2 separate regions of the Mus musculus genome follow, and region 1 is linked to region 2. A link is a contact called in public Hi-C data. All regions are on one chromosome and are shown on one strand. Each heading gives the region's core, a stretch centred on a gene start, on an enhancer-like site or on the middle of the called end of the contact. The rest is flanking DNA. Distances are from core to core; before and after follow the strand shown.

Region 1 (4,827 bases), core at 82-2,581, 190 kb after region 2:
CAAGATAAGGTCAGGATGACAGGCAACAATGGGAAACCATGTTAGACATGCTGACCTTGGTCAAATGTTCTTGATGTTTTTCAGAGCAGACTTAGAAGTCTGTTCTTTGGACTTCATGGTTTTCTGCAGGACTATGTGGAAGCCACCACAAGACTGACTGTTCAAGAATGATGGAATTAGTCATTTTCTTAAAAACTCCTAATATGGCTAGATTAGTTAATAGATAAAGAGTCACATTGGACATGAAGTCCTATTTATATAAGAGGGGCATTGTAAAGTGGATCAAAAAGTTCAAATACTCAAACAACAGCATTGTTGTGATGGGCAGGCAACTCTAGGCATTTGGTGCTACCCAGCACTGATATCCTCAGCGTCACACAGTACCCATTTGATTTGATCTCAAAGCTAGAATTCTAAGGACTATAACCTTAGGAACATGGGGAGAGGTCTACGAGCTTTTTAAAAGTGTGTGTGTGTGTGTGTGTGTGTGTGTGTGTGTGTACATGTTTTCCTGTGCATGAATAGAAGAGGGTAAGAATATTAACCTCTACTTCAAGGGTAATAAAAGTCCATCTGAATTTCCATTTGCTATGTCAGCAAAGAGTATATGAATTCAATAACTCATTTAACAATATGACAAAATATTTATAAAGACTCCCTCACATATAAAATCCATGCATGGTAGTGCACATCTATAATTGAAGTATACATTTATAACCTGAGCACTGAAGAGGTCATCAGAATGGTCACTACAGGTGCAAGGCCAGCCTGGGGTACCTAGTGGCTTCTAGACTGTGTAGGACTACTTATGAAGATCTGTCTCATAAAACAACCACCACTACCAAAAAAAAAAAGTCCTAAGAAATATTAAGTGTAGGTTTTTGTTTACAAAATGTCTAGAGTCATTTTGCTTCCATTTTCACTGCTAAGTTTTTAAGTCTATGGTTCATATCCTATCTCTGTAACTCCTTGGACCCAATCTCCATTCCAGCTCTTTAACCCTTTATTCAAATTGGCTCCTAGAAATCACTGCTTGCCACTTCAGCCTCTAGTGTGCTTTCTTTCAACCCATCCCCACTGTCTCTCATCATTATTTTTCTTCTTGCTCCGGAAACCGTCTCACTTCTTACACCTCTGGCATGTACTCCTCTATTTCCTGCTAACGTCCTGTCTGTTCCGATGTTTCCCAGACGCCTTTGCTTCAGTCTTCAACGCCCTCCTACCCGAGGTTTCCACCTACGTCTTCCACTTCTCACAGGCCACTACAGTGTGCAGAGACTATCCCTGTTCTCATGGCTGCAAGCATGTGGGGACGGTGACTCACAGATTTACAGCTCATGTCCTGTTCCTTGCTCACGGTTTATTCCCATCTCTCTGACTGACCATTGGTCATTTTCACTTGAAATTCTTCCCAGAGTCTCAAATTCAACAACAGCTAGCTAGCTGAGCTTGCCCTCTCCCCCACAAAAACACTTCCCTTTCCTAGTTCCTCGTTTCTGCCCCACAGTCCAGTCTCACGGTCATTCCTGCTGAAAACAAGGAATCCATCTCAACCGTGTCTCTCTCATCCTTACCTTTGCTCACCTGAAATTCCCTATCATGTCTGAAAATTCAGTTCTACTGACTTGTTTCCCCCAAACTTCCCTTACTTTCTCGAGGTTCTTTCTTTCTTGATCATTTACAATGCCTTCTAGCCAGCCTCTCTGACTGTACTTCCCGTCTGTCAGCCTGATCTCACACATTACTCCACGGTTCTCTGAAACAACGTTTCACACTGCTTCCCTGTACCCAACTCTTGGTCCTCCTACGTTATTCATTGTTCTTTCTCGATTGCAGACTATAAAGCAAATAATTATTCTTTGGGTCCCAAAAGATACTGAATACCATGCTAAATTCTATCTTCAAAAGATACAATTGTTGCAGAAATCAAAGGAGAAACCTCTACCACTCAGGTTAGAAAACTAGATTAGTGTCTAAATAACACAATAAATGGGGACAAATGAGAAACTTACCAGTGCTACATGGACCAGGTATAGAACAGCAAGACCAAAAAAAAAACCCAAGTCTTAGATTATGTAATTCTGAACGCTGCTCAGCTGAAGGCTCGGTGAGAGAGCTTTCCTAGGATGAGGGTACCAGTAATTGATCAGAGGAAAGAGATAAAGCAAGTTTGCTGTTGCAACTTTCCTCCTCAGCTTGCCAATGTCGGTAGAAACCCTGCCCCTGGGGGATTCAGCTGTAAATTTATGGTGTTGGAATAATTGATGAACTCCAGGGAGTTTTTACTGAATTCTTATTGGTTCACTTTTTGATGGACTTTTAAAAACTATTACTGACTCTTTGTGACTTCTGTGAACTAGAAAATCACTAAGTCCAAGTTCAAGTGACTCCAAGGTAAATTTTTATGTGCAATGACAGTGTCGGAGAAGTTTCTAGGCCTTGTTTTAGACTATGCTTGGCCAGGCTCTTATATACACCCTTTCTTCAGAGAAAGGACACAAGGAAGAATATTTCAAGTCAGTTATACCAGATGTTGGGGAGAAGATGTTGGAAGAAGATAAAATAACTCAGCAAATTAACTTAAGAAGGAAAAGAGAGGCTTAAAAAAACGTTTTTTAAAAAATCTATTTTTATTTAAGAAGGGAGTTGGTGTGTGACTTTGTACTTTGTTCTTAAAATCACTTTTATTTTCCTAGCCACACCACATTGATAAAATCCAGATGAGTCTTTGGCTACATTAACTTGCTGGATAGCTTTGTCAAATGTTGTCCATCTAGAAAAAGGCTATCCATCTTGAGTCTCACCACAGCCTGCTATATACTATAGCTACAAGTAAGAAAAGCCTTTTAAAAACTCTCTTGTTACTGCTATTGTGTTGAAGACCCTCACCCTTGACCCAGCCATCTTGCTTATAGAAAACCATTTTTTTCCCATGAGTGTCTAGTGATATGTGTGTGTTTGTACTAACAAGACTGAGACATACTTGGCAGTACTGCTATTATGTTTACAAATCTAGGTTCAGTAAAAGATCCTGCCTCAATAAAGTAGAGAGTAGCCAAGGAAGGTGCCTGGCCTCTACTTCAGAGGTGAACAGCTTGTCCAACATTACCAAAAATGTTGCTAAGGCAGGAACAAGAGAATGTCTAAGGGACTTAGGAGCCTGAAAATCACCAGAAACATTGTATGTTGTATGTTATATGTTGGGAACAGAACCCAGCCAAGAGTGGATTGAAGAGAGAATTGGGATGTGAGGAAATAGAAACACCAAAATCTAGATGACTCTACAGTGGAGGAGCTGGAGATGAACAGGAAAGGAATGATAATTAGGGGTACAAAGGGCCAGCAGTCAAGGTAGTTGATTATAGAGTCTGTCCATAGCTTTACATGAATGATTCAGAAGGCAGGGAGACACGAGTGATATAGAAAAAGGAGATACTACAAGGAGGGTCCCTAAACAAGGATAATTCTAGAGTTCACAGGTGGAATTGCCTTTCAATATAAGGGATGCATCTTTCACCATATTCAGAGGGTTTTATGAGTGTGGCTATTGATCAGACATACCAGATCTGTAGTACTGAAAAGAGAAGGAAGGAATAGCATTAATTCTTTAGTTGCAAACAATAGATGATATTTATAGTTAAGTTAAGAAACGAATAATGGGTTGGATGAATTATGGTACCTTAAAAACAAAGAAAGGAGGAGCTAGAGAAAGTAACCAAGGAGCTAAAGGGATCCACAACCCTATGAACTAACCAGTACCCCCCGGAGCTCGTGTTTCTAGCTGCATATATATCAGAAGATGGCGTAGTCGGCCATCAGTGGAAAGAGAGGCCCATTGGTCGTACAAACTTTATATGCCTCAGTACAGGAACAAGAAGTGGGAGTGGGAGGGTGGGGGAGTGGGAGGGTGGGGGAGTGGGTGGGGGGAGTGTGTGTGGGACTTTTGGGATAGCATTGGAAATGTAAATGAAATAAATACCTAATAATAATAATAATAATAAAACAAAGAAAACCCACTATTAGTGAGTGATAATCCTCCTGATGTCTAAGGGGGCTTGGCTCTAGCTCAGTTCTTTGGACAGAGAAACAGGTAAATGAAGTTTACTTGAAGATCTAGCCTGTCTCTCAGAGAACAATAGCATGATGGGGTCAAGAATTTCCTGATTTTTCCACTGTACAAAGGTGAGACATCTCCATAAAGTGGGAGTCACACATCTTCTCCTGTTGGTCACTTACTTGCTGTCCTCCCACTGTTCATTGTCGAAAGCTTCCCAGCAGCTGTGTTCTAGCCTTCTTCCTCAGGAAGTGGAACATCTGTCTCTAGGCACCTGGTCAGAAAGTGCCACATGCTGACAAGGCCCTTCTTCATCTGGAGCTAGGCCAGGAGAGAGTCTGAGCAAGTAAATGGGATTCTTGGAGCATTCCAGTTCCCATGTGGTCTCTCAAACAGGTGGCAGAACAGAACATCAGCATTTTCAGTACAGTACCTGTACTCAAAGGAATTACTGGGTATCAGCAGAGGTAGCGCAGTGAAGCCCTCTATCCAGGGAATACATTTTGACATCTTTTCTTGCACACTAGCTATCCTGATCCTGATATTACTGTGTTAAGGAGCACTTGACTTCCTCGCTAGCCTCTATTACTACTTACAGCTATTGGCAGCGTGCAGCACATCCCCAGCCATCCGGGATGGCAATGTTCATTTGACCTGTTTGTCCCTTTTCCCATAGTGAACTTTGAAAACAAATTCTCTAAAGACTTTTCAGTTTTTTGAGGATTATACACACTTACCAAACTCCAAAAGGCTTTTGATGCTGAAACGAAGTC
Region 2 (4,915 bases), core at 56-2,555:
GTTAACCAGCGTGTCCATCATGAGTGGGACATATCCCAGTTAACCAGCATGTCTATCACAAGTGGGACATATCCCAGTTAACCAGTATGTCCATCACAAATGGGACATATCCCAGTTAACCAGCGTGTCCATCATGAGTGGGACATATCCCAGTTAACCAGTATGTCTATCACAAATGGGACATATTCCAACTAACCAGCGTATCCATCACAAGAGTCTTATGAGAGAGGGGGTGGGAAAATTATTTGAAGAAATAAAGGCTGAAAATCGTCAAGGTTTGATGAAATGTTTTATATACAAGGATCTAACTCTAAATGGCTAAACTCTAAATGCCAAGTTGGATGAACCCTGGGAACCCACATCAAGATTTATTATATCATGAGATGCCAGTTATCACATATTAAAAAAAAAACTAGGATAGAGTTGAAACTAGGAAACAAAAATTGTCTTTATATATATCCTCTTTTGCAATTCACAGAACCTTTGGCTTGCCTCCTGTCCTTCCTTATCAACTGATATTTCTTTTTCTTGGTCTCCTTTCTAGGAGTTATACTATACCCATACTTACACGCTTATAGATACACATGTATGCATTATAAGCTAGGATTCAAATAGGAAGGAGAACCTGGGCACGTGCTTTATAATCCTAGCGCACCACTCAGGAGGCAGAGGCAATAGGATCTGTATGAATTTGGAGCTTTTGGACACCTTAGTGTAAGGAAAACTGAATAGAAACATAGCCCTATCAGAAGAAAAAGAAACCCTCGGCCCTAAATGCGAAGACATTCAGTTAAAAACAAATCAGGAGAGAAAAGTATCGTTGAAGGTCTTCAGTATGAACTTAGTGACTGAAGGGGAACGTACACAAGGTCTCCCCAAAATATTCCCCCTCCTCTGTGCGAAGTGCTGACCCTGTCTGGAGGCAAGTGAGTTAAGATAAAGTCACTCTTTGCAAACTACTCATGGCTCACATGTCCTGAACTCACTGAAGCTTGTAAAAAAACAAAAACAAAAAAAACAAAACAAAACAAAAAAACGGTCCAGGATCCAGTGGTGGGATATGGTGGATAGTCAATACAACAGACAGAGGCCATTTCAAATGGGTTAAAAATACCAATGTTAAAACAACAAAACAGAGACGATTTCCTTTACTCTCCTTAAAAACAGAGGTATGTTTTCATCTGGAAGACATTCCTAGATGATGAAATCCAAGTTCCTCTTTTAGAAAAGAGTATACACTACCGAGTACTTATCTGGTCCCTTTAAGAAAAAGCCCACAGCTGCATTACCCTCTGCCCCTCTGCACTGGTCCTCATCACTATTTCTCCTTGCAGTCTGTACTTTACAACCGTTTCTCTCCCTGATGGAGCAGATCTCTCCTTCATGCCCAAAGTGCCCTTTGAAGTCTGCCCTCCCTTTAGGGCTTTGGCGGAGGTATTCAGACCACTCACACAACTCCAGCAGAGTTCCTGGACCATCCACGTTCTGTCGAATACAGTTGTTTCATGTGGCCCGTGATTTACTGTCTTAATTAATGCTCAAAAGAAGAAGAGTGTATCTTTGGTGGAGTTTTCCCCCCTTCTTTCCACAAAACAGGACTCTTGGGGTTTCTGTGGACATTGTGCAGGATGGTTTTGCCAAATGGGACGAGGCATGGTTAATACTTTTCCTTTATAACCTTTGCCATAAATCAGCTGGCACTCCGTTTGCACAAGCGCAGCGATTAATGTCCTGCCCCGCCCCCAGCACTTCCCGAATCTTAAACAAAGTTGGAATAAACTGAGGCTGAGCAGAGCCAGTGGGCCCAGTACGTCAGTTTAATGAGGTCTGAATAGATCACACAGGGCATATTGTGGCAGAATGAGGTGGGTGGTGGGGATGCAAATCTCAGTGATGTGAAAGTGGGGGAAGCGAGGGAAAGAGAAGATGTAGGTTTCGGTAGGTGGTGCTTAGACTCGGACACGTGTCTTTGGTAAAGGGAGCACGTCTTACATTCTCTCTGCCATTTGCTCGAGCTTAACTGCGGGACATGTTTAGATTTATCACTGTTTCCCCTCTGTGGTTTTGCTCTTCCATGTTCCCCAACACATGGGAAGTTTATTGTTTGCTGCTTCGTACTTGCTCTTACTCTCTATCCTCCTGCCTGCAATCAGATATCTCCAGATGCCAAAAGAATCCCCTACAGGAGAGAAGAAAAATAAAGAACTGCTTATCAAAGGCCCGGACTCCTCAGAAGCTAATTCTTAGGCCCCACCCATCCTTGGTGGACAGAGTTCTTTCAGTCCACCCTTTCCCATAAATCCATGTTCCTCCCCTTCCATCGATCACATCAGAGAAAGGTATGTCGATCCCTTTTCTGCTCAGTAAGTCAAATGCATGCATAGGATTGTACCTTTGATGAAAGCTATACAACAAGGCAAAAGGAAACAAGCCTCTTCAAAGGAGTCATCTCAGTGGGACTGAGGATTTGGTCAATGGTAGCATGCTTGCTCCACCTCAAAGCCCTGTGCTGAGGGGGCGAGGTGAGGTAGAAGAAGTATCCAATGACTTATTTCCCTAATGTCAGTCCTAAACTCACAACAGACCACCAGGAAGAAGTGACTGTTACCAGAGTTATCTTTTACAGACTGCAGGAAGATTGTTGAAGGAAAGAATTTTAAGAACATATGAACTCTTCTTAAGGTTTTGTTGAATCTGTGAACTCCACACAGGCTGCTTCAAAACTCCTAATTCTTAGTATGTAAGATAACCAGCTTCTAGTCATGTTTATTACTCTCCAATATGACACACGTCAGAAGGTGTTAGTTTTGTATGTAATAGGCCTACTGACTCTGAGGAAACCTAAGTACTAGTTCCTAACTCTCCAGAGCACCAATTTGAGCGTAAGATGCACAAGACCACCTTCCATCTTTGAGACAGAGAGGACACAGTCAACTCTATTCTAGAAGAGGAAGGAAAACTGTTCTTACATTTGTCTACTGTATAAATTATCCCTAGCACATGGCCACCCCATCTCACTTGACCAGATCAGGATGGGTCTAAGTGGTTTGGTCTTAGGAAACTTAGTCTCATCTGAAGTGTTTTCTTCTAAAGCAGGAACTCAAGACTTGAATGTTCTAAATCTGTGTTCCACTCAAAAAATAACCGGAAAGAAAGCATAGCCCCAAACTTGCAGTGCTGAAAGTATTGCACATGGATTTAAATGGGGTTTGTTTGTTGGTTGGTTGGCTTTTCTGTTTGTTTTTGTTTTTCTGAGACTGGGTCTTTCTGTGTAGCCCTGGCTGTCCTGAACTCACAGAGATCCACCTGCCTCTGTCTCTTGAGTGCTGGCATTAAAGGCCACCATTGTCATTCCGACTGAATGTTAAGTCAGACAAATATCCAGCACACCAAACAATGGCACCAAGCTGAAAGCTGTGGATTCTCTAAGGCAAATTCAACTGTTTTGTGCTTTGGAATCATTCTGTATTATGGATAATGCTAAGCACATGGCATAAACATTAATAGATTCAAGGGTACAGAGGAGACCGCTGTGGGAAAGCCTAAATTACATAGCAACAGTATTGTGTTTTAAGATTTCATCCTGTAGAACCTTTTCATTGCAAAAGGTCCCCATCACTACTCTTTCTCCCCTTTTTCTTAAATATGAAAGCCAATCGAGAACATATTTTGGTTTCAGATAGCTCAGGCATGCTTTAAAGTCCCCATTATACACAATATTATTTATTTTTCAAAGTTATTAATTATATACAGATACAAACATGCAGACACACACACATACACAGTTTGAGACATAAAGATGTTCTGCCTTGCAGAGATACGAAGTAAGAAATTCTTCAGACTGGACAATGTAGATTCAATCCTAAGTGCTCGATTTCTGTACAGAACGACATCTGCTGTTTTATTAGAAGTGGATAGATTAGTGTATTACCTAACACATACATCTAATGTGTTAGACCCAACAGCCAAGCAGAAAAGTGAGTTCACTGTATGCTATGGCAGATAACTGTGTGTGGATCGTGCTGAGAAGAGAAGCTTGGGAGCATAGCTCAGCTGTGGAATACTTGACTTGCTTCCAGCTCCAGCATAAACCAAACCCCCACCACCACCCCTCACCACCCTCCACCAACCCCCCACCAACTCCCACCAACCCATCAACCCCTACCAACCCCACCACTCCCCATCAACCCTGTGATTTCATTTGTACTTTCCTGAGTAAGATAGACTGCAATTGGGTGGAAAATATTTTTTTAATTTATTTTGTGTGTGTGTGTGTGTGTGTGTGCATGTGTGCATATGTGTTTGTGTATGTATGTGTATATGCATGTATATGTATATGTGTGTATGTGTACATGTGCCATGGTGTATATGAAAGTCAGAAGTAAACATGCAACAGTTGTGTTTCTCCTTCTACTGTGTAGGTTTTGGGGAATCAAAAAATAAATATAATTTAATTGTGGGGGTTCGAAGCTACCCAAAAAAACCATCACAAGACATGCTCCTTAGGGAGGGCTGGCGCTCCAACACAGGAGACTCTGATCCCTTACGCAGATGTGTGGGGACTGGCTTGATTTTTTTCTGAATCTTTTATTAGAGAGAAAGTAAGGATTCAGGCCATAGTTGAGACATAGTAGGAAAACAACTTGGAGTGAACTTCAGCCAACAGGATGTGTAGCTCGAAAAGAATAGGAAAGAGTGACGTGGCACAGGATGCAGGTGCGACGCTTGGGAAGGACCTCAGGGATGACACCCTCCGCCGTCTGTCTTTACCTCCTTGGAAACGGATTCAGATGTGAAGGGACTTGCCCATCTAACTGAGAGCCAGCACTCACGACTCGTGCACGTCATGGGAAAGTGGTTGGGTGGACAATGCCAAGACTGTGGCTCTGGGAGTCGTGTTTGTGAGGCTGGTTGG

The links. A called contact is a pair of places that touch in the nucleus more often than the background predicts.
Region 1: a contact with region 2 is called in a Hi-C map of uterus, with 3 times the contacts expected there. The contact joins two enhancer-like sites. A contact is called at or near these places in 1 of 15 datasets of contacts at CTCF or cohesin (CD8 T cells) and 3 of 484 Hi-C or Micro-C datasets (bone marrow-derived macrophages, liver and uterus).

Annotation. Positions count from the first base shown.
Region 1 is chr10:44,690,405-44,695,231 of GRCm38.p6, forward strand. No RefSeq gene overlaps it. Among named protein-coding and RNA genes, the nearest start is that of Gm22503, 40 kb to the right of the region's middle. Within about 2 kb of position 1,332, at least 57 of the 459 cell types and tissues checked have an H3K27ac peak or open chromatin away from gene starts, as enhancers often do. A contact at or near this core is called in uterus, where this site is marked.
Region 2 is chr10:44,498,351-44,503,265 of GRCm38.p6, forward strand. It overlaps a transcript of Prdm1 not described here. Among named protein-coding and RNA genes, the nearest start is that of Prdm1, 42 kb to the left of the region's middle. Within about 2 kb of position 1,306, at least 6 of the 459 cell types and tissues checked have an H3K27ac peak or open chromatin away from gene starts, as enhancers often do. A contact at or near this core is called in uterus, where this site is marked.